6 separate regions of the Mus musculus genome follow, and all the other regions are linked to region 4. The links are chromatin contacts, called in public Micro-C and promoter capture Hi-C maps. All regions are on one chromosome and are shown on one strand. The core of a region is the stretch at or near the end of the contact, and the rest is flanking DNA. Distances in the headings are between cores, read along the strand shown. Region 1 overlaps Wwox (WW domain-containing oxidoreductase). Region 2 overlaps Wwox (WW domain-containing oxidoreductase). Region 3 overlaps Wwox (WW domain-containing oxidoreductase). Region 4 holds the start of Cdyl2 (chromodomain protein, Y chromosome-like 2). Region 5 overlaps Wwox (WW domain-containing oxidoreductase). Region 6 overlaps Wwox (WW domain-containing oxidoreductase).

Region 1 (3,579 bases), core at 675-3,174, 1.6 Mb before region 4:
GGCTCACTCTCCTATTCCCAGGACCCACCACCGCCCAAGGGCTCAAGAGCAGCTCAGAGAGTATTTGTAGAATGAATAAATGCATGAGGGAGTCAATGAATACATTAATTAATTAATCTGTAGGAGAAAGAAGGGCAAGCCACCATCAACTTTAATTAAGTGCATATCCCATGTCCAGGGCCAGTGAGGGGGCTACAGAATTCCAGGAACCAGATCTGCCCAGTGACAAGCTGGCAGCCTTGCCCTCTCTCTCAAGACAAAGGCCTCCCACCCCTTCCATCCAGGATACAATGGGCTGCTCTTCTACCCTCCCCCTCCCAATCTCAGCGGGAGAGTCAGGCTGAATATTTCTTTAAGGGATGCTGTTGAGTTTTCTTCCGGGGGAGCAAAGGATTTGTAGAAAAACCCAGCGTGTAACTTGAGTGTTCCGTGTAGCCAGATATCGGTGCCAAGCTAAATTTGTGTGTGCAGCTTCTGTTTAAGGCAATTATATAGTGTATAATACCCAGTAGAGAAATTAAGTCCAAGTACATTTTGCCCACAGAGATTATCCTCTCAGTTGGATTTATTTTAAACAACTTTTTGCCCCTTATACATTAAGACGCATGCAATAAATCACTTATGTAATAAACTGCAGTATATTATGTGGAAAAAAATGAGCGAGTGGCGTGTGTGTGTGTGTGGGGGGGGTGGCTTCCAGTGGAGCCAGACCTCAGGCATGAAGAGAGAGGAGGGGAAGGGACTTGGAAGGAGGGGGCCGCTGCACCAGAGGAACTTGGAGAGGCTACAAATGGAAGCATCTCCACAGCGAACCTCAGGCTGCTGCTGGAGGGAGCTGGTTATGTAATGACTGCGGCAGTGGGGCTCCAGAGAAACTTTTTCCAGCTCGGCTTTTCCAGAGCATCCTCCCAGCTAATGTTCATTACCGGGGGTGGGGGTGGGGGTGGGGGTGTTCAGAATTAGGCTGGAGGCTGGAGGAAGGGAGATGGAGGATGGGAGTTTGTATTAAAGATGAGAAAACAGAGATGAGAGCTTTCTGTTTAGCAGCTCTTGGGTGAGCCCTCCATCCAGACGCTGAATGATTGCTCTTCATTGTAAATACCAATGGCCATCATCTATCCCGCAGAGGGGGGGTCTCAGGAAAACGGGGGGGGGCGTGCTTTACGAGAAGTAGCAGCAAATGCGTTCGGTAGCAGGCCACCGGGCTTCCGGAGTGTCTAGTATACACCAGCATGCTGTTCGTTCTGTATCCGAATTTCTAATCTCACAGGCGTCTTATGCTTTTCTGAGCCAAGTCCAACAACTTTCGCCGGGGTAGCCTCCAGCGATGAGGATTCCTGTTAGCAGAAAAATGACTGTGAGCTCCGACTTCGAGCAGGGCCTCGAGTATTTACCTAGTTGAGGCTTCCCAAATGCACTACCAGAGGGCACTATGATTAGTCCCATTTCTCAAAAGTGTAAACTGAGGTTTTTTTCCTTTTGTTTTGTTTTGTTTTTTTTTTTTTAACAAAAATCTGCCCCCAAGTTCTCTCCATCTGGAAGGAAAAGAGCCAGGGTTCATGCCAAGACCCATCTGGCTCCCAAATGCTTTCTGGCAATCACCAAGTTATACAACCAATTCTAGATGCGGATCCGAGAAATAACTTCATGGTGAGACTTGCCAAGGGAGGCTGCTTGCCTCCTTCCTGCAGGAACACATTGCAGCTCACAAATCTACGCCGGCTAGAAAAAAGAAAACCAATACTGCTCAGAAAAAACGCTTGCAAACTTCCCGGCAGAAAGCCCCCTGTTCACCGTGGTGTGCCTGCCACCGGGGAGTGGAAGTTGAGGGGTGGGGGTGGGGGGGCACGAAGCACGGTCAGAAGCTAGGAGTTTCCGGCTGAAGAACCTCCTTCCAGAGCCCCTAGAGGAGAGCAGAGGAGCCGCTCCAATTTCCATGTGCGCCTTTCTCTAACTTTGAGAGCCCAATAAAACCCAGAGTGCTGGGTAGGAATCAGAGGCTGCTAAGCTGCTTGTAATTTACGATTTAGCGTCGCACAGTATAAAAATAGGCAGTGAAACTGAAAGGCAATCAAGTCTATTGTCACCAGGAATGGGACGTGATCTGACATCCGCCGCTGCCGAGAGCCCGCTGTGTACTGGGAATGTAGTGTATATGGTTTCATTTTATCTCGACATCCCTGGAGTCTGGCCCCTGTCATTTATCTGTTCCCGAGTTACAAAGCGCCCCACGTGCTACTAGTAGACAACAACCAATGCATTTTTTTGTTTTTGTTTTTATTAAATCCCATCATTTTCTGGCTCAATTTTTTGGGGGGGGGGGTAGGGATTGCTTTGTCTCTCAATCTGTTGGCTATGGGGCAAAGGTCACGGGGTGATTGGTGGGTGGGCTAGCCCATAATTACCTTTCTTACTGCATGAGTGGCTAAGTGGGGGGCTCCGCCTCTGGCTTCTTTAGCGTGGTGGTCTTAGAGAGGTTGGATCTTGTAGGGCGTACACCTCATAGCTGCCATGGCAAGGTCTTCTCCGACTGACCTTGGACATCACAGGAAGCCACTTCCTCTCACCATATGAGGAGACCTTATAGTGAGTTTACCATCCCTGGCACACTGGGATTCAATGCAGGGGGACATAAGGCTCTACTTCCTGGTGGGAAGACTATTGAAGAACTTGTAGCTGCATTTTGTAAGCCATCTGGGTGTCTGTGGTCTGCATCCTCTTTGTCCCCATAGCAGATCCTTCTAAGAGATAAGGACCCTGATTTTGTTTGACCGGGTCCCAGTGCTAACCCAGGGTGACTCAGCTAGCTTCTAGCTGCCACCTCAGGGTCAGGGCTGCTCACTTCATGGAGGTCAGGAAGCAGCAAGACGGGGGATGGCGCTGGGACAGGGGTCAGAGTCAGGGTGTGACCTTCAAAGCCATGCTCCCTAGTATCTGCCTAGCCCAAGTAGGTCTAATCTTCTAGTCTCTTTTGCTTCCCCATAAAGTTGTCAAAGTATGAATCGATCAGTGAATTAGCCTGATGATTAAGCCAGCCAGAGCCGTTAATGATCCAATTATTTTCCGAAGCTCCACCTCTGAGTATTATTTTGGGACCACGCCTTCAAAGCAAGAGCTGTTTGAACAGTACCTACTACCTCAACTGTAACATAGCGTTCACTCCAAACTGCCTTTCGCTCACAGAAGTCTTGAGACTTTGGGGCTCATTAACAAATCAATTAAAGTGTCTGGCAACACAAAAATCATAAACCAGAATCCTGGATTCTCCTTCAAGAAGAATTCCCGGGGTTAACAGAGAATCCATTCATGTCTGCCAGTCCGGCTTTGACTCTTTCTCATTTTCCATTGGCCCAGGGGTGTAGGAATGGTGCTGAAAAGTACTCAGGGGCAGACAAAACTGCGGTTAAAGGCAGCCCTCCTCGGCACTCTGCCCTCCCCCACCCCCCCCCCCACCTCTACTTAGCTTTACTGGTTTCTATTATAACCCACCCAGCAAAGGACAGCATGGGCCGGTGAACATGGGTCAGCATTCTGATGGCTGTGGGCCCTCAGCCTGTGTGTTCCCCACCCCTCTTAAAT
Region 2 (3,723 bases), core at 1,098-3,597, 1.7 Mb before region 4:
TGCCTCTTAAGCCCGGGCCAAGTGTGTAGACTTGATAGAATTCTGATTAATGCAGCATATTATATTAATTTTCAGAGGAACCTGCAGGCATTTCTCCCGTTCCTAGTGCAGGCTGGCCTGCCAGAAGCATTTGTCTACGTAAAGAGCTAATGTCTTCAGCTACCAACAACCAGAAAGCTGGAAATCTATCGGAAGGGTTGGCGTCTCTTGATGTGCATAAGGCACACTACAAAATAGATATAGAACTTGGCTGAACTTTGCTTCAAATTTGCCAATCAAAACTCAGAAGTCTCTGCCAAGTTGGCTTCAGAATCTCTTCGTTGGAGCCAGCACTAATTATGTCAACAAGTAGCTCAGGGTTGGCCCCTGTTAAGTTCTTCACTCCTGGGGCTTAGGACTATGCCTTTGGTGTGTAGGCAAACTGGCCCTGTGCAGATGAGCTGCTCCTGGCTTCTACCTAAATCTCCCATTTCTTTCTATTCCCCTGGAGCATTCTACTCCCATCTTTATCATAGATAGCAAGGGTTTTGGAAAGGCAGACAGATGGCCTGGGCCCCAGTCCGAGGTTTTCTGATGAGGCCAAGTCTTCTTAGAATCACAGCCATGCCTGCAATTGAGAAACCTCACTGGGCAGTTGGGGAAGTCTAGACTTCTCCATGTACAGCATCACTCAGGACAAGTCAGTACCTGGGGAAAGGGAAGGAGGTGACTATGGAGTAGATGTGGGCAAGTTGAGCTGAGGTAACAGGCCTGGGAGTCTCAGCTCACCCTCATGGGAAGCTCTAGAGCTCCAAGGGCCCATCAGAGCTGATCCCCATTTGATCAGTACAGCCAGACATTTGGACCTCTGCCTTGACAGTTGGGTAGACTGGCCCTGGAAGGACATGACCTTGAGAATGACAGCCCGATGAATTCAGAGACTCCCTAGAAGAGCAGCAACTGAAACAGCAAGGCCTTCCTGGAAAGGAAGGCTAAGCTACATTATCAGTCTGGCATGAACACACCCCTACCCTTACTTCAGCTCGGGCCCTGCCCCAGCCGTTCCACACCATCATCCTCTAGGATATAGACCTCTCTTCTATGGATTAAGGTTGCTAGGACCTAGCTGCATCTGTTGTTGACCTAACACCTGAAGCCCATGTCTGAGGGTGTTTGGTATGTGGACACATATGTGTGCAGGTGCATGCATGTAGAGGCCAGGTGAGCATGCCAGGTGTCCTGCCTTATCTCAGTTCACCCCGTTCTCCTGGAACAGGAGCTCAGCCAGACCCTGAAGCCAGATTCAGCAGAAAGACCCAGTGCCTCTCCTGTGCTGAGGTTACAGGTCCGTGCTTACTTTTCAAGTGGGTAACGGGTTTTGAACTTGGCTTCCCATGCTTGGCCTTCCCTGCTGAACAACCCTGCTCATCCTTCAAGCCTCTGATTCCAAAGCTGGGCTGACTCCTTGAGACACTGCAAAAAAAAAAAAAAAAAAAAAAAAAAAAAGCCCAGCCCAGCCTTGTGCCAGATGCAGCAGCATCCTAGATTTTGACTCTTCAGCCTGAAACAAACCATCCCCCACTCTAGCTAGAGGTTTCCATATTAGAGCCAACTGCCAAGCATGGAAAATTCTGATGAAACCAAGTCAAATCCCCGTCTCCGGCCAGAAATCTTAAATATGTTAGGGCTAAAATCTTCAGAATTTAGACATTCACCAGAACCAAGAGGCACCAAATGGCCAGCACGAGGCTTGGAATCCCCACACACCCTTTTTTTTTTTTTTTTTTTTTAAATTTCCGAGAGCTACATAGCAGGCAGCTTTCAAGAAACACTGTCTCAGCTGAACCCAGACACTTCCTCCTGTTTAGATTGGACTCTGAGGGAAGGTTGGGGGCAAGATTCCTTGGGAAGCCTGCTTTCTCTTCAGGAATGTAATGGAATTCAAGGGTAATCCTTAAAGGCAAGGGCAGCCATTTGTAAAGGAGAAAGGAGAAAAGGAAAGGATGCTAAGGGGACCTCCTCCGAGGCTGCCATTAAAACAACAGCCACAGCACAAAGAACCCAGGAAAAGAGGAAGAAGCCCCTTCTGAGCCCCCTTTGTTTGTAAATGTGTAAACAGACCCGCTAAAGCAAATCCCGGATTCATATTCAACTTGAAAAAAACAGGGAGAGACTGTCCACGACATGCTTAGAAGTTTGAATACACTTTCAGTAGCTCTTCGTTATCTCAAATTAAATCTTAAATTGAGCTTGTGGTTCCGTGAATTAATACTCGGGCGGGCCTTTCAGCCCGGCTGCTGAGGTCATTCAAATCTAATGGTGGAAATGGTCACAAGGTCAGGGCTTGGCTGGAAGTGTATAGAGTGTCTTTATGATGCCCAGCAGATGTTTGCATCCCACAGCTGGAACTGCCAGGCACTGGGATGGGGATGGGGTGGGGGGCGCTCATCAGGGCGTAGAGGAGGAACTTATTGCGTGAATACAGAATCCTGCCATATCCCACCGTCCTGAAACAAGGCAAGCCGTTCCTTAAGCAGAAAAAAAAAAAAAACCAAACCAAACCAAAACAAAGCAAAACAAAACAAAACAAAAAAATGTAACTGCAGTCATGTCTGCAAACTCACCATCCCCAGACTCTGCGGACAGGGAAGGGTCTCTCTCATCCGTCTACGGAATGACACAAAACAACTTGAACGTGGTCCACTCCAACAACATTTTAACGGCAGCCTCAGCGGAGGTGTGGTAGCTCATGTTTGAGAACACAGCTATGGCCCACGAATTTGAGGAACTTAGATAAATGTACACACACCCGTGCAAATGCACACAGTTCAAGTTAGCTGAGCCCAGGCTGATATGAATCCCCTAGGAGAAAGAAGCGTTGTCTCACAGTTTAAGATAGCTGCAGTGTGGCTGTGTGTGCGTGCGTGTGTGTGTGTGTGTGTGTGTGTGTGTGTGTGTGTGTGTGTGTGTAAGCAAGAGATCAACATCATTATTGAGTGTCTCCCTCTGTCATTTTGACCTTGGTTTTTGAGATAGAATCTCTCACTAACCCTGGATCCCATGCCTTCAGCTAGACTGGCTACCAAGTGAGCCCCTGGGATCCACCTGTCTGCCCCACTGGCACTGGAGGGATCCTGGGGTGCACCGCCACGCCCAGCTGTTATGTAGATGCTGAGGTTCCAAACTCACACCCTCACAATTCCTCAACACATGCTTTCCAGGAGAACCCATGCCCCCAGCCCTTCAGTCTAGATTTCCTGCTTCTGAACTGGGCATTTTTATTTCATTTTCTAGTTCCTTTTGGGATTCTGAGACCACGTCTCGTAGTATCCAGCCTAGTCTCTAAATGTCTGGATCCAACGGCGACCTTAATTCCAGTCCTTTCTTTCCCGGCTTTCCATCACTGGCCTCTGGCTTCAGAGCTCTTTAGAAATGGCATCAGAGGAGGCTTTGGAGGCAAGATATGATGGCGGTAAGGAGAGGAAGGGTCCCCGAAACTCACCGAGGAAGCCCTAGGCAGGGTCAGCACGGCTTCAGCACAGGTATGTAATCTCTAGGTCTCTAGGTCCCACCTCTGATCTTCACTATCCCTCTACCACACCTCTGTCTAATTTAAGGACAGGGAGACCCCAGGACTGGAAGCACCTCCTGTTGTGGGATGAGAGAGAAACACAGAGGAACCGTATCCAGGTAGAGGCAAGGGTGCTTCTGCAGGTCAGGGGCAGGCCCACCCCTGCCTCCTTG
Region 3 (3,461 bases), core at 540-3,039, 2.0 Mb before region 4:
AATGGCGGAGAGAATTGCTTTGGGGGAGATTTTGCTGGGTGTGATTTGTCATTAACTCAGGACAGTTGTCCCCAGCCCCCAACCCTCAATTTAAAGGTCTTGAAAGCTTTATTTTCCCCCTCAAATGCATTCCAACATTAACACAAGAGTACACTGAAGCTAGCTGATAGAGTTCTGAAAAAGATGAAGATAAGAGTTTCCCCCTAAAATACTCTAGCCATTTCAAGAATGTCATATCTTCTGCTTAGAGCAGAGGGTATGCGTAGATTGCAGTGTGTGTGTGTGTGTGTGTGTGTGTGTGTGTGTGTGTGTGCACGTACACACATGCCATGGAAATGCCAACAAAGCTGCATTTGTATGTAGATATAACACCTACCCGTGAACCTTTCCCCATGCATCCTTTTAGGGCTTGAGTCTTAAAGTAAAATCCTGCAGTCTCCATGCAGAAAGGACCCAATCTTTACCCAAAGAGTTCTCCATGTCTCCTGGCCTGGTTCACGCTGAGCCAGCCAACATCTGCATTTCTGATAACAGTTTGCTTCCTTATGCTTTTTGAGGGCACTTTTAAAAAGCTCCACAGAGTAATTTGCAAGCATGTCCTTCACCATGCTGTTTCTCAGAAGTGGTGACCTGGGGGACAGGAGACCTCTGCCCGTGTGGCATGGGACAATGGATATTCTGCCACTTCGTACCCCACAATGTCACAATCCCACCTACAAAGAAGAGGTCGAAAAACTTCACTCATGTTCTTGCTCGGCATCAAATAACTTTTTAATAACCAACACTCCCTGAATATTTATCCCTGTATCAAGTGCTTTTAAGTTTTTTTAAGTTGCAAATAATAGTATTGCTGTACACTTGTAAGCAAGGAAATTAAGTTTCAGGGAGGTCTGATGGCCAGCTGGATGTCACACCATTGGTAAATGACAGACTGCCTGCCAGCACCAACACACTTCCCGGGACTGTGTTGTATCTCTCTCTCTCTCTCTCTCTCTCTCTCTCTCTCTCTCTCTCTCTCTCTCTCTCTCTCTCTCTCTCTCTCTCTTTGTGGATGGGGTGGGGAGGACCCATCTTGTTCATCCATATCCTGAATCTATCAAGAGTGCCAGGTACACAGAAGATCCATGATACGGTCTCAGTAAAGAAGGGAAGTCATAACTATACATGTGGTCAAGTTATTTCCAGAGATGGGGGCGGGTGTCTTAAGTCTGCAGGGAATGAAGCTTACGCGTGTTGGGGACCACTTTATAAAAATAGCACCTAGAAGTGCGTCTCCCTGCGTGGGAAGGGCTTCGCATTCAGCTTCATGTTTAGTAGCTCAAAGGTTGAGCTCTATAGTGCAAAACCAACCTGTAGGTGCTTTAAACAATCCCAATGAAAAGATCCGGCTTCTTCCCTTTCTCTCCAGACCTTCAAATGGGAAAGGCATTTTGGAATTCCTTTGAGTTTGCTGTCGAAGCTTAAGGGAACAATAGTCTGTGTTGACTCTTTGAAATGGATTTATCCTGAAGAGCATGACATAGTAGTTTCTGCCTTCCGGGAGAGAAGCCAGCTCCACGGGAAGAGGGGCCTCTGTGTTGAGCAATGCTCACCCCAAAAGTTTTGTCCAGTATCGGGGACTCCCTCAAGGTTTACTTTTTTGTTTAAAGTGGGTAGAATTCCTCCTCTCCCCTTTTGGGTAGTTTTTTTTTTTTAATGGTCTTTAGCAACTGAAGTAAGTGACAGTGGTCAGTGGAGGCGGACAGTAAGATTTATAATGTATTTGTGCTAGCTGATTGCCAACTGAACCGGTCTTTCCCAGCGGTGCTGTACGCAGACTTGGAAAATCAATAGGGATTAACCTCTGACCCACTGCACATACTTATACTGTGGCTGCATCGCTTACCAATATTTCATCTGTTTCACTTAGCCGCTGTTACTTATTCAATAACGTGTGGCCGATCGCACAAGATACTAATTAATTTTTTAAAATGCACCATCGCTTGAAGCTCTGATGAAATAGCCCACCTTTGGAAATTAAGGCCCTTTTTGGTTTATTTATTAAACTCACATTAATTAGCCCTAATTTAAAAAAAAGTTATGGGACAGCATTATGATATAAAGGTTTGCTTTGTTACAAAACTCGCTGTGGTTGGTTGGCACCAGGGGAGATGTCTGGCTGGAGAAGAGCAGGTGTCCCTTGACTGTGCTGGAAGATGGCTCCCGTTCAGTAAAATTTGCTGGTCCTACTTTTTGAGCATACTTTTTTTTTCCTTTCCCATTAAAGGGACAGCTATAGATAAACAGACAGTGACATGAGCCCAAGGCTTCATTACTTTAAAGAATCAACATCACTGTCAATGCATGGTGCCTGTGTGCTCACCGGTCTGCACCTGTGTGTGTTTCTGGTATGAACTGCTTTTAATTTGTCACAGCAACAAAATTTGCAGTGATATAATTTTGTAATCTTTTCCCTTTAATCTTTGGCATATGTTAAAGTATTGTGCATCTGTCTTCAAATTGAAAGTATTGTATGTTTTCTTCATTCTTCCTCTAAGACTCTTTTGTTTGCGTTTTTTTTTTGTTTTTTTTTTTGTTTTTTTTTTTTTTTTTTTTGTTTTTTTGCTAGTGTGCTTACCCCCCCAGAGTTTACTTACAGTTTGTTATTGATCCGGCAGCTGGAGTTTGAATTGGTCGATGCGCTCTGTAACTTGTTTAAGATACCCTACCTGAGCTATTAGCTTAAATAATGTATTCATAAATTGATTAATCATTACAGTAAAACTTATTAGCCGCATTTATATCTGCGTGTTACCCACAATTGACTTGTAGTCTAATCATCGCGGGTGCTTAAGCAGAGGCTGGGTCCACATTACAATTTAATAATAATCAGGCTGGGAAACAATGGTGTTTGCATGGAGACCGAGAGCGGATGCAGGCTGAGCTCCCGGGGGCAGCTTCTCACCTTCCCATCAGTCTCCTGCCGAAAACGAGCTGCAGGGAATAGACCCGAGATCCTCAGGAGCAAGTGACTGTGCTCACAATGGCCATTCTATTCTGAAAGCCGCGTTCTTGAGCGTGAAGTGAAGGAAGACTGTCTTTCACACTCCCTTTCTCCAGCAGCTCCATCATGGCGGCTCTCCGTGCATGACTCTTTTCTCCTGGCTCCACGCAGCTTGTAAACAGAGTAAGGTACGCTCTACTCAGCCATACAGTGGTGCCCACAAACACAGAGCAGTTGTTCAGGGTCTTGCTGTCATTGAATACCCCGAACCAGTGTGCAGGCTTTCCACCTGGCTCCCTCATCAGCAGGCGGCCTCTCGCCTCTATACATGGGGCTGGAGGCAATGTGTTCTATGTCTCTCTTAATTAATATACTATTTTCAAGTATGTTATTATTGTGTGTGTATGTATGTATTATGTGGTCATGCACACACCATGACACCCGTGTGGAGGTCCGAGCACAACGTTCATAAGTAGGT
Region 4 (3,372 bases), core at 77-2,576:
TTTCGTGAGAACAAACACCTCTTGAAGGGCATACTCCCCCTGGGATCAGTGGTGGCTTCTTATTTGTCCAGGAGTCCAAATCCCACTCAAGAACTGTTGTGGTCCCGAGGCCAGCTAAGCCCTCTCTCCCCAGGGACCGTGGGTATTTCTTGTCCAAAAGATGACAGATGGACGCCTTCTTTCAACATTTTGAACCGATTTCAAAATATCCAGTGCCCACTACTACCTGTGTGACCTTAGAGACAAGTATGACCCCCTTAGTGTGCCAGTGGAGTTCTGGGAACTGGATTCACACCCATGTCCTCTGACAAGTCTGACCACCCACATACAAGTTTCAGGCCAGCTTCCCTTCCACCTGGAGGGTCCCTCTGCAGCCCCTCTTTCACCCTAGGAAGCATGACACCAGCAGAGGCGACCAACCCCCAAGCCCTTGCCAGGAGAGCTTCAGAGTCCAGAGAAGGGGGACACTAGGCAGCAGGTGGGGGGAGGGGGCAGGCACTCAGTGGCCCCTGTGGAACTGCAAGAGTGGTGTCCCCAGGGCACCCCCTCCCCCGTGCCCCAACACTCTTGTCCTTTTCATTCCCCTTCCTAGGAACCTGGCTCCGCTTTGATCACCCACCCAACCCACACCCGCGCACCCCCGGGGGCTCAAGACCCCTAAATTGGGCCGTCCGCAGCGCGGGCCCCCCCGCATTCCCTCGCACGCCCGGCGACTTTTTTTTTCTTTTTCCTTAATTTTTTTTTTAACCTGTACTTTTTTTTTCCACACTCGGGGCGGCTCGTCGGGGCTGAGCAAGCACCTCCCCGGGACCGCTACCTTCCCTCCCTCCGCCCCGGCTCCGCCCGGCTTCCTCCTTCCCCTCTCCAAGGCCGCAAAGTAGATGGAGTAAGAGAGTGTGTGCGCGAGAGAAAGAGAAAGAGGGAGCGGGCGCCGCGGGAGGCGGCGGCGGGAGGCGCGCCCGGCCCCCGCCACCCTCCGGTCCCCGCCGCCACCCTCGGGTCCGCCGCCACCCTCGAGTCCCCCAGCCGCCCTCCAATCCCCGGCGCCACCACCCGCGGGCTCAGGACTACGCTCACACCAGCTCGGCCAGGCCCGGTTCCCCGGCGCCGCCCGCGCCCCGGCTTCTCCGTACCTCGTAAAGGTCCCCAGAAGCCATGCCAGGCTGCGGAACTTGGCTCGCCGGGTGTGCGCGTCTTGCTCGCTCGCGCGCTCCCGTGCGTGTGCGCGCGGGGGGCCCGGGTTGCGCGCGCGCGTGAGCGCGTGTGTGCGTGCGTGTGTATAAGTGTGTGGTGTATGTGTGTGTGTTTGCGTGCGCGCGCGCGCGCGTGTCTGTGTGTGAGTGTGTGTGAGAGTGTGTGCGCGCGAGTGTGTGCGGCGTGTTGAGTAAACTGTGTTTTTGCAGAATGACAGGCTTGGGGGCCGCCTGTGCGCAGAATCGGAGCGGGCGGCGGCGGGGCTGGCGTAACCGGCGGCGGCCGCGGCAATCGCGGCGACACGCGAGCGCGGGCAGGGGCGACCGACGGCTGCGCAGCGCGCCCTGAGCCTCGGACGCGGCCCCCTGAGCGCCCGGGCCCCCGTGTCCCGAGGCCGGTGACTGTAGCGCTCGGCTCGCCCCGGCGCCGCCTGCAGGAAGCCGCCCCGCGCCCGCCGCCCGCCCGGACGCTGCTGCCACTGGGCGAGTCCCCGCCTCCCGGGAGCCCGGCCCGGCCCCCGGGGCGGAGGGGGCGGCGGCCACCGAGGGCCGAGCCCGGGTACCGCTCCCGAGCCCGGCCGCGCGCGCAGCCGCGAGGCCCCCAGAGTACCCGGCCAGGTGCCCACCCGGAATGACCTGCCCGGGCTGCGAAGGGGCGGCCAAGAGGCAGGTATCAACCTGCAGGTCTCAGGCAAGGGAGCCCCTCTTCAGTCCTGCTTCTAGCTCCAGAGTACCCCACTCTTCTCCTTCCCGGGGAGGGGACTGGGCACGTTCTTAGGAAAACTGGCCCCTCGGAGCTGAGGGGCCCCCTTGCTTCCAGGATGAGTTTTCAAGGAGAGGAGAGAGGAAGTGGCTGGTCCACAGGCTCCAAGGAGAGCCAGGACAGTGGCAGTCACCACTAAACCCTGCGAAGTGTTTTAGAGCCAGACATGGCCTCCCCTGGAAGCTCTCTTGCCTCACTATCCAATCAGTTAATCAACAAACATTTCCCAAAGTCCACCCAACTACAAGTGTCTGCAGCCACCAGTGAGACCCTGCCCACACTGGACTTTGAATCCCAGAGGGAAGAGGAGATGCGCATTAGGGAAGAGAGGAAGGGTTCCTTCAATGTCTCAACAGGAGTTCCCTCTACTGCTGGGCTACAGAGGTAGAGTTACCTCTTTCTAAAAAGTTATCTCCTCCTAAAAGCATCCTGTATGTATGGTCACCTTTGTACCTAAAGGCTTCTCTTTTTAAAATAGTACAACTCTCTCAGAATCCCGGGGTGAGTGTTCTGACATTGGAGAAGGACACAAGGGACTCAGGCTCCAAATGTCTGTCCACCTCGTCATTTTTTTTTCAATTTTTTTACATTCAAATATGTAATGAATATGAACCATATCCTCCTTTGGTCGTTTGCTGTTTGCAGCACGGTGGGCAGATCACCTGCTCTCCTTTCCAAATGGGTGGCCATATACAAGCAGCACCGTGGAGGATCCAGGTACCCGTGGTGATGTGGCCTGTCCATCCCCCAGGGAACTCAGTAAAGCTAAGTTGTATCTTAATCTAACCCCTGGCCTCTCCTGCTGCAGAGGGGCACGACAAGGACTTATCTGACTGCCACAAACTTTTACCACAGTGGCTGGTGGAGACTGATCCAGAACCGAGTGAGTGATTCTTGTTGGACTATGTCAAAACGACAAATTGTGTCTCCAGCTTCAAGCGAGAATCCAGCATTAAGAGAGTGAGGAGAAAATGGTGGCGGCATGAAAAGAAACAGAAATGTCAGGTTTACAAACGGTAGGAATTGGCACAGCCCTAGGGCTCATTCTCTCTTTGTAACTGGTATTTTCCTCCATGACCACTCTTCTAAATGATACGACTAATAATAAGTACCTCTCAGTCCATAGGTGGCAAAACAAACCTGCACAAGCCTCGGTTCGAGCAGTTATGCTCCCATCATCTGAGAATGGGATTCGGACGGGGAGGGAAGGAAAGGAACTGGGTTTGACATAGTATGCTAAGTCCAATTTAAAAACATGATCAGTACTTGGGGCTAGGAGGAGGGGCATATTCTAAACTTGGTTGTTCTGATCAAATTTTCCCTGGGAATGGGAACAAGATATGAAAATCCCTACTTTAGACTGGTTTGCGAGACTTAGGGACGTGGGTATTTGCTGAGGAACAGCACGCTCGGGAT
Region 5 (3,283 bases), core at 125-2,624, 1.5 Mb before region 4:
TTAGTATCTCTTGTGGGCTGCTGAGATTACCCTCTGCTGAACTCCCAACATTCAAAGAGAATTCACCACAATCCCCCCAATGAACAGTGACAGCAATGAAGGCCCATGAGGCTCCCTTTTAAAGCTGAATGGGCACACAGTTTACCTTCCCCCTTCAAAGGAGACCCTGTGTTGTGTAGCTTTTCAGTTTACTTTTCTTCCTAATGCTAAACTTGGGGAGCGAGCATGATGAACTCAACATATCCTGAACATAACCACTATCAGCCAGGGGATCAAGTCCAATTAGCTTGGCACCCCCATACCCTTCTAAAATTCAATGTACAAGGTGCACACAAAAATCGCGTTTTCAGGAAGTCATCTGGAAGGTGAAGACAGGAGATGTCTCTGTCATGTTCTAGCTGCCTAGCAGACTTATTAACCTTAAATTGTTTTATTTCTAACAACATGTATGCCTATGGGAGATAGGCACGTGTGCACAGGTGTTCTCAGAGGCCAGAGACAATGGAACTCCCGGAGCTGGAGTTACAGGTGGTTGTGAGCTGCCTGCAGTGGCTGCTGGGAGCCGAACTCAGGTCCTCTGCAAGAGCAGTGTGCACTTTTAACTTCTGAGCCAGCCATCTCTCTAGCTTCTGACCCTTTCCCTATCTGTAGAGTATGCCTTGTAAGCATGGAGACCTGCATTTGATCTCAGGACCCATGCTTTTAAAAAAAATGCCAGGGATGGTGACAGATGCTTATGGTCCCAAGTTGAGGAGGTGGAGGCCAATGGATCCTTGGAGCTTGTGGGTTAGCATAGAAGAATTGAAGAGCCCCAGGACTCAGTGAGAGACCCAGCCTCAAAACAAAGCCCCCACTCCCACCCCCAACAAAATAAACTCCCAAACAGCATGAATATATGAGTGCCTAAAGAATGACATTGGAAGTTCACACACACGCAAGGTAGGGCACACAAGCACACTCACTCGATGGTAGGACTCCACCTTTCTATACTCAAACTAGGGGTTGCCTCTGGCTAGGATCTTTGAATTGTCGCACTAGCTCAGTATTTTTCCGGTCTCTCAAGCTTCCAGGAAGAGTGAACCCATTATCCATTTTAGTCTGGAGGACCCTGAGAAACTTCACAGAAAAAGCATGTTTTCCCCTGGAAGGCTGTTTTGAGAAGGGCACCATCGTGCACTCACTGGATGGCCCCTGTTGACATGCCGACTCTGGGGGTGGTTCAGCAGGGGATCTGGGTGCCTGAGAAAAGGAGTGAAGAAATTTTTAAAAAAAGTAAGAAACCAACCGAGAAAACCCAAGAGAAACCGAAAGACTGCACGCTGGAACAAAAGGGAGGGGGCAGCCAGCCTCAGGACCTGGGCGGTTAAGGAACTGGCTTCGACAGGAAGTGGGCAGGAGGCTGTTTTCAGTACACTCATGGGAACTGAGCTGGAAAGTGCTGTGGTGAGGGTCTGTGGAAAAAGAGGGCTCTAATCAAGCTATAAATATCTGTTGCTTTGAAGTTTTATGACCAACAATTAATGTTACTGGAAGGCACATCAAGAGCTATTTCTTAACTTGGTGGGTCTGAGTGGGCCAGGGTCAGGGTATGAGTCTAGCCTCATGGGAGGCTGTCCTTACACATTCCTCCCTCTCTCTCTCTCTCTCTCTCTCTCTCTCTCTCTCTCTCTCTGCTATAAAATAGTACACAGGTGTCTAGAGGCATACACCACAGTTCATGGTCATCTAGCCCAACCATCCATCCATCCATCCATCATCCATCCATCCATCCATCCATCCATCCATCCATCTATCATCCATCCATCCACCCACCCATCCCTTCGATCATTAATATGTGTTTATTCAAGATCATATTCAGTAAGGAACAGCTAGACAAAACCCTTGAGGCAGGGTGGAGGTTTGGGGAATGCACTTTCTTTTAGTTGGGAAAGGAGAAAACAAATAAAAAAATCATGTCTGGGAATGAGAAGTGCTCTCAACCATTCAGAAGTCTGTGCTAAAAACTAGAAGCTCACTCTAGAGGCTGTGCGAAGGAACCTTTTCTGTGGGAAGTTGCTGCAAACAGAGGCAGAGGCAGAGTATAGTGGAGCAGGGAGCCACCAAGTACCAAAGTTCTGGGGCGTGTGCATCAGTGGACCTCAGGATTCAGGAGTCCTGGCCACTGCTTGCTCTGAAAGTCTTGAACGGGCTGTGGATTGTTCCCAGTTATACACTAAGAGCTCCCTAAGGTCTTATTTGGTTGTGCCAAATGTCAGCTTATCATTTCTGTAATATGCTGCCCTCGAACTTGAATTTTCTCCCACTATAACAAAACAATGGCAGAACTCGTCGAATCCCATTCAACCCCTCATCTCCTGCTTTCAGGCACACACTGATTTGTACGCTCACTGTGGCCTCAGTAGTAGGCTTCTGTCTGGAATCACATTTGTGCTCTTCCATAGGTTCAGGAGCACAGTTCTTTGTTCCCCACTGTAGGTCTATCTTCATGAGGGAAGACATCAGGAGTTGTGGGAATCTAGGATCTTGGCTTCTGGAACCTGAGATGACCCGGCAAAAGGTCATAGCACAATCTGGAAATGTTTGACCTTTGCAAAGGAGTACCTGAAAGGTACCTTCTAGTGCCTGACTCAGTGGTGCCCACCTAAGAATGCTCTTACTCATTTGATAGAGCAGCTCACTGAAAATCTCGGATAGAACAACGTCTGTTTTTCAGTGTGGACGTCTCCACTTGTGGGATAGCATTTTCTCCTTAAAGGAGTGCATAATTCAAATAACTTCCTTTTCAGGTTCTCTCTCTCTCTCTCTCTCTCTCTCTCTCTGTCTCTCTCTGTCTCTCTCTGTCTCTGTCTCTCTCTCTCTCTCTCTCTCTCTCTCTCTCTCTCTCTGTGTGTGTGTGTGTGTGTGTGTGTGTGTGTGTTTTAAGAAGGGATTTCTTCTTAGTTTCCTTGGGTGCAAGGATCAGTTTGTGACTGATAGGATTCATTACACACATGTTTAGCTCGCCCATTATTAAGGCTCTAACAATATTAAAATCTAAATAGATACAGAGAGTGAAGAAGCCTTTGGGAGCCAGTAATCCATTGTACTGGCTTTCTTGAAATTAGCAATAAAATGGCAGCCCGTTGGCCTGTTTTCCTCTTTCACCACTATGGTAACAGAGCCATAAGCTGTATCACTCAGTTGACCCTAAAGGATCAGTTCATTCTCTGCTTGGGACCCCAAGCTCCCTTTGTCCCCATCTCTGCACCATGAAACCCCATGCATCTCCCAGGAGCTAAGCTCT
Region 6 (3,457 bases), core at 123-2,622, 2.0 Mb before region 4:
TTTTTTTTTTTTTTTTTTTTTTTCCGACTCCCCCAAGTACAATAGGCCAGGCACATTTCACACAAGGCAGCTTCCCGCCCCAATCTCCAGAACTTCAAAGTTAAAAGATCTTTAAAAATAAATAAATAAATAACCAACACAGGTCTTATTTTTGAAAGCTCTGGATTGTAAATGAAGTCTAATTATCTACCTTCCCCGTGGCTGGAGGGAGGAGGCAGACAGAATATTCTGCCCTTCTCTTTGTATTATTTCCTTCTAAATGAACACACTTGCCAAGTGTTCAAGGCGACTTCTGCCACTACTGCACCTTATCTAAGTAGCCTGCTTTCTAGAAGGAAGGCAGGCAGCATCCTGCCAGGCAGACCCTTGTCCAGTGACTTTCCTATCAGCCCTGTTCTGGATAAGAGCAGCATAAATAAGCTCACACACACACACACACACACACATACACACACACACACACACACACACACACACACACACACACACACACACACTCCTTTCCCTGGAAAATCATCTTCTCTTTTTAAGGATCTGGGATGGGGGGTTTAGCTCAGAAGCCAGTGAATGTGAGCATTAATATCCAAGCCCAGAGAATCACTGCCTGACAGTGTTGCCTGACAGTGGCTTGCCTAAAAAGAGCAGGCTTCTTTCTCATTCCTGCCTAGGGAAGTTGGCGGGTCCTGCGGTCAGCAACACCCTCCTTCCCAGTCCTGGACGTGCCTTCCAGATCTTGCTAGCACACACACACAGCATGTAGACTGAAGGCTGGAAGGCGCCCCAAACATTTGGCCAGGAAGAGGCAAACAATTCCAGCTGGCCCACGTGCTGCGCTTTAAAAATTACCCAGATGAACTGATTTTGTAAAGAGCGGGTGGAGGGGACTCCAGGGCTGGGGGGGGGGTGTGGAGGGGACTCCAGGGCTCTGGGGGGTGTGGGGGGGTGTGGGGGATCAGGGTGCCGATTCAGCCTCTACTTAGTCACAAGCAAGTCATGATTCTGAGACAGGCAAGGGTTGGCTCTGCAGAGCACATTGCCTTGGCTGAATGCAAGAGACAAGAGATGATCTGGTAGGAAGGTTTACCACCTTGGCCTGGCCCCTTCCAGACCCCTCACACCACAGGGTCTGCTTGAGGATGACGTTGGTTTGCCAAAGAGGTATGTCTTCGCCAACAGCTGCCTCCCAGAGCCAGAAACAAGAGGTTTCGAGTTTGGGTGGGGGGGGGGGGGGCAGGGCTTCTGTGGACGTGAAAAGGCTGCCTCAGAACTGTAAGGCATCTCTCCAAATGTGCTTGGACTCCCTGCTCTCTCGTTCCCCCACGGACGACTGACAGGCCGCATTCTCTTGGCCCCATGCCCAAGTGAGTTCTTGGCACACATCAACATTGTACATCGCTTTTGCTTCAGAGAAAAGTCGGCTCGGTGACTTAGCCGCTCTGTCGAGCCGGAAGTCTCGCTCCTGTGCTCCTAAAATTTCATATTAACCTGAGAAAGAGAAGAAGAAAAAAATGAAAGGGAATCTTTCACTCTTTTTTTATTTTACTCTGTCCAGTCCTCAGAGGTGGGCGCTCAGAATCTCCCCAGTCCTACCCACCTACTGGAATACCCTGTGACCGGCAAGGGACCGTGTGTCTCACTGCCACACCTGTCCAGTTCCAGCAATGTCACGTTCACCAGCTGGCTCCTGTTAGAAGGTTGAAGCTGATTAATTATAACTTACCAGAGGCCTGTTCTACAGTAAGACTCGGGCCCTGTCTGTTCTGTACCACTGTGGAACACACAGGAGAAGCAAGATTCTTCTAACGAAGACAAGGTGATCTCAGATGAAGAGGTCAGCCCAGATAGCATTGCTTGCTACCTGTCCACCCAACCATGAGCAAATGTGTAGGCTGGACCAGCCCGTGTTCTGATAGAAGAGAACACTAGCGATTTCTCTGTGTGCTGCTCTGTTTAAAGGAACAAGTAACGGTAATAATATCTGAATATAAATTAATTTTGAAAGGATTGGGGAGGTGGCTCAGCAGGTAAATTGTTTGCTGAATAAGCATGAGAACCTGAGGTCAGATCTCCAGAACCCACTTAAGAAGGCTGAGCACTTGGCTCCAGCTGAGGAAACCTAGGTAGAGATAGAGACAGATCCTAGGGTCCCTGGCAGCCAACTGAGCTGAAATGGCGCATACTGAATCAAAGGGGTAGGGGAAGGCATGTATAGAGAGTAGTAGAGGAAGACATCTAATGTTGACTCTGTGGGGAATTGGTGTGAACATCACGTGCACACGCATACATATACACACTACAAATGCACACAAATATAAAACCGTACTGAAGAAAAAGCAAAGACGGGAGAGGTGGCTCAGCATCAAGAGTGCTCATTGCTCTTCTTTTAAATGACCCACGTTTGCTTTCCAGCTCCCGTAGTAGGCAGCACATAACCACCTGTAACTCTAGCTCCAAGAACTCTGACATGCTCCTCTGGCCTCTGCAGGCAGCTACATACCCATCGCGCGCATGCACGCACACACGCACACTCTCGAGTGCACACACACACTCACACACAAATTTTGGCCAAGCCACTATAGATCTAATTTTAAATGCAAAGTCTGAGTTATGCCCAGGAACCACGGATATTTATTTAGAGCAACTGACCATCGTGGGGGGGGGGGGGGCACAGATACAACTGGCAAAGGCAACCAACAGGCCCCGTCTCGGACAAGTGCCAGGGTACTCTGGTTCCCGTCTTGTAGATGTGTCCCAGCTGCACCCTCTCCTGGGAGTGCTTTGGAAGATGGCTAGTGTGCTCAGCTCATTAAATCTGTGTGTCTCTGATGTGAGGTTTTGCAGATCCCTGCAAACAAGCCCCCAGCGGGTCACATCGGGTCCCTTATCCTTGAGGAAACAGGCACATGGCATCTGTGTTTCAGTGGACATCCTATCTGGGGCTGCACCAGCATCCTGCCGTGGTCCTGTCCCTCCCTAGTCAAGCCTGCACAAATGATGTCTCCTGATACTGCATGTGGAAAGCATGCAGAAACCGCATGTGGTGTCATGGAATTGAGACATGATGCACGGAGGTGATGGCGGAGGAGGCGGCTGCTGCTGCTGCTGCTGCTGCTCCTGCTGCTGCTCCTCCTCCTCCTCCTCCTCTTCTTCTTCCTCCTCCTCTGTGGGCTGCCTAGAGAGAGAGAGAGCAGTCTCAGCTTGATGAATCAATATTGTTTTTGCCTTTGTAATGATAGCAAATAATTCACAAGAAGATTGCGATTTTTTTCTCATTTAAAAATACTTATTTAACTTTTAAGTATGTGCACATATATGTGCCTATGTGTGGGTATGTGCACATGAGGTACCAGTCGAGGGGGCAGATTCTCTGAAGCTTGAGATACGGCTCACTGTAAATTCTCCAATGCGGTGTTGGGAACCGAACCTCTGCAGGAGCAGAGAGTGCTCTAACCATTCA

What was found. Promoter capture Hi-C pulls out the DNA fragments that hold promoters and counts their contacts. Hi-C and Micro-C count contacts between places; a contact is called where the count stands out from the background.
Region 1: a promoter capture Hi-C map of hippocampal neurons shows a contact between it and region 4, with 3 times the contacts expected there. The contact joins the enhancer-like site here to the promoter of Cdyl2 in region 4. A contact is called at or near these places in 3 of 39 promoter capture datasets (embryonic stem cells, hippocampal neurons and liver).
Region 2: a contact with region 4 is called in a Micro-C map of embryonic stem cells, with 4 times the contacts expected there. The contact joins the enhancer-like site here to the promoter of Cdyl2 in region 4. A contact is called at or near these places in 3 of 39 promoter capture datasets (the 3T3-L1 cell line, hippocampal neurons and liver) and 1 of 484 Hi-C or Micro-C datasets (embryonic stem cells).
Region 3: a contact with region 4 is called in a promoter capture Hi-C map of liver, with 4 times the contacts expected there. The contact joins the enhancer-like site here to the promoter of Cdyl2 in region 4. A contact is called at or near these places in 5 of 39 promoter capture datasets (hippocampal neurons, liver, pre-B cells and 1 more) and 1 of 9 other capture datasets (embryonic stem cells).
Region 5: a contact with region 4 is called in a promoter capture Hi-C map of pre-B cells, with 4 times the contacts expected there. The contact joins the enhancer-like site here to the promoter of Cdyl2 in region 4. A contact is called at or near these places in 5 of 39 promoter capture datasets (the 3T3-L1 cell line, hippocampal neurons, liver and 1 more) and 1 of 115 datasets of contacts at active chromatin or transcription factors (large pre-B cells).
Region 6: a contact with region 4 is called in a promoter capture Hi-C map of liver, with 6 times the contacts expected there. The contact joins the enhancer-like site here to the promoter of Cdyl2 in region 4. A contact is called at or near these places in 4 of 39 promoter capture datasets (cranial neural crest, hippocampal neurons, liver and 1 more).

Annotation. Positions count from the first base shown.
Region 1 is chr8:115,158,172-115,161,750 of GRCm38.p6, forward strand. The region is part of intron 8 of Wwox (WW domain-containing oxidoreductase); the gene reads left to right. Among named protein-coding and RNA genes, the nearest start is that of Gm39257, 200 kb to the left of the region's middle. Within about 2 kb of position 1,925, at least 143 of the 459 cell types and tissues checked have an H3K27ac peak or open chromatin away from gene starts, as enhancers often do. A contact at or near this core is called in hippocampal neurons and liver, where this site is marked.
Region 2 is chr8:115,008,539-115,012,261 of GRCm38.p6, forward strand. The region is part of intron 8 of Wwox (WW domain-containing oxidoreductase); the gene reads left to right. Among named protein-coding and RNA genes, the nearest start is that of Gm39257, 49 kb to the left of the region's middle. Within about 2 kb of position 2,348, at least 24 of the 459 cell types and tissues checked have an H3K27ac peak or open chromatin away from gene starts, as enhancers often do. A contact at or near this core is called in embryonic stem cells, where this site is marked.
Region 3 is chr8:114,750,137-114,753,597 of GRCm38.p6, forward strand. The region is part of intron 8 of Wwox (WW domain-containing oxidoreductase); the gene reads left to right. Among named protein-coding and RNA genes, the nearest start is that of Gm16118, 44 kb to the left of the region's middle. Within about 2 kb of position 1,790, at least 8 of the 459 cell types and tissues checked have an H3K27ac peak or open chromatin away from gene starts, as enhancers often do. A contact at or near this core is called in liver, where this site is marked.
Region 4 is chr8:116,731,665-116,735,036 of GRCm38.p6, forward strand. It overlaps Cdyl2 (chromodomain protein, Y chromosome-like 2), which reads right to left and starts at 1,327. Exons shown (of 7, transcript NM_029441.3): 1 at 1,134-1,327. The coding sequence starts at 1,157.
Region 5 is chr8:115,232,892-115,236,174 of GRCm38.p6, forward strand. The region is part of intron 8 of Wwox (WW domain-containing oxidoreductase); the gene reads left to right. Among named protein-coding and RNA genes, the nearest start is that of Gm39257, 270 kb to the left of the region's middle. Within about 2 kb of position 1,375, at least 74 of the 459 cell types and tissues checked have an H3K27ac peak or open chromatin away from gene starts, as enhancers often do. A contact at or near this core is called in pre-B cells, where this site is marked.
Region 6 is chr8:114,772,934-114,776,390 of GRCm38.p6, forward strand. The region is part of intron 8 of Wwox (WW domain-containing oxidoreductase); the gene reads left to right. Among named protein-coding and RNA genes, the nearest start is that of Gm16118, 67 kb to the left of the region's middle. Within about 2 kb of position 1,373, at least 58 of the 459 cell types and tissues checked have an H3K27ac peak or open chromatin away from gene starts, as enhancers often do. A contact at or near this core is called in liver, where this site is marked.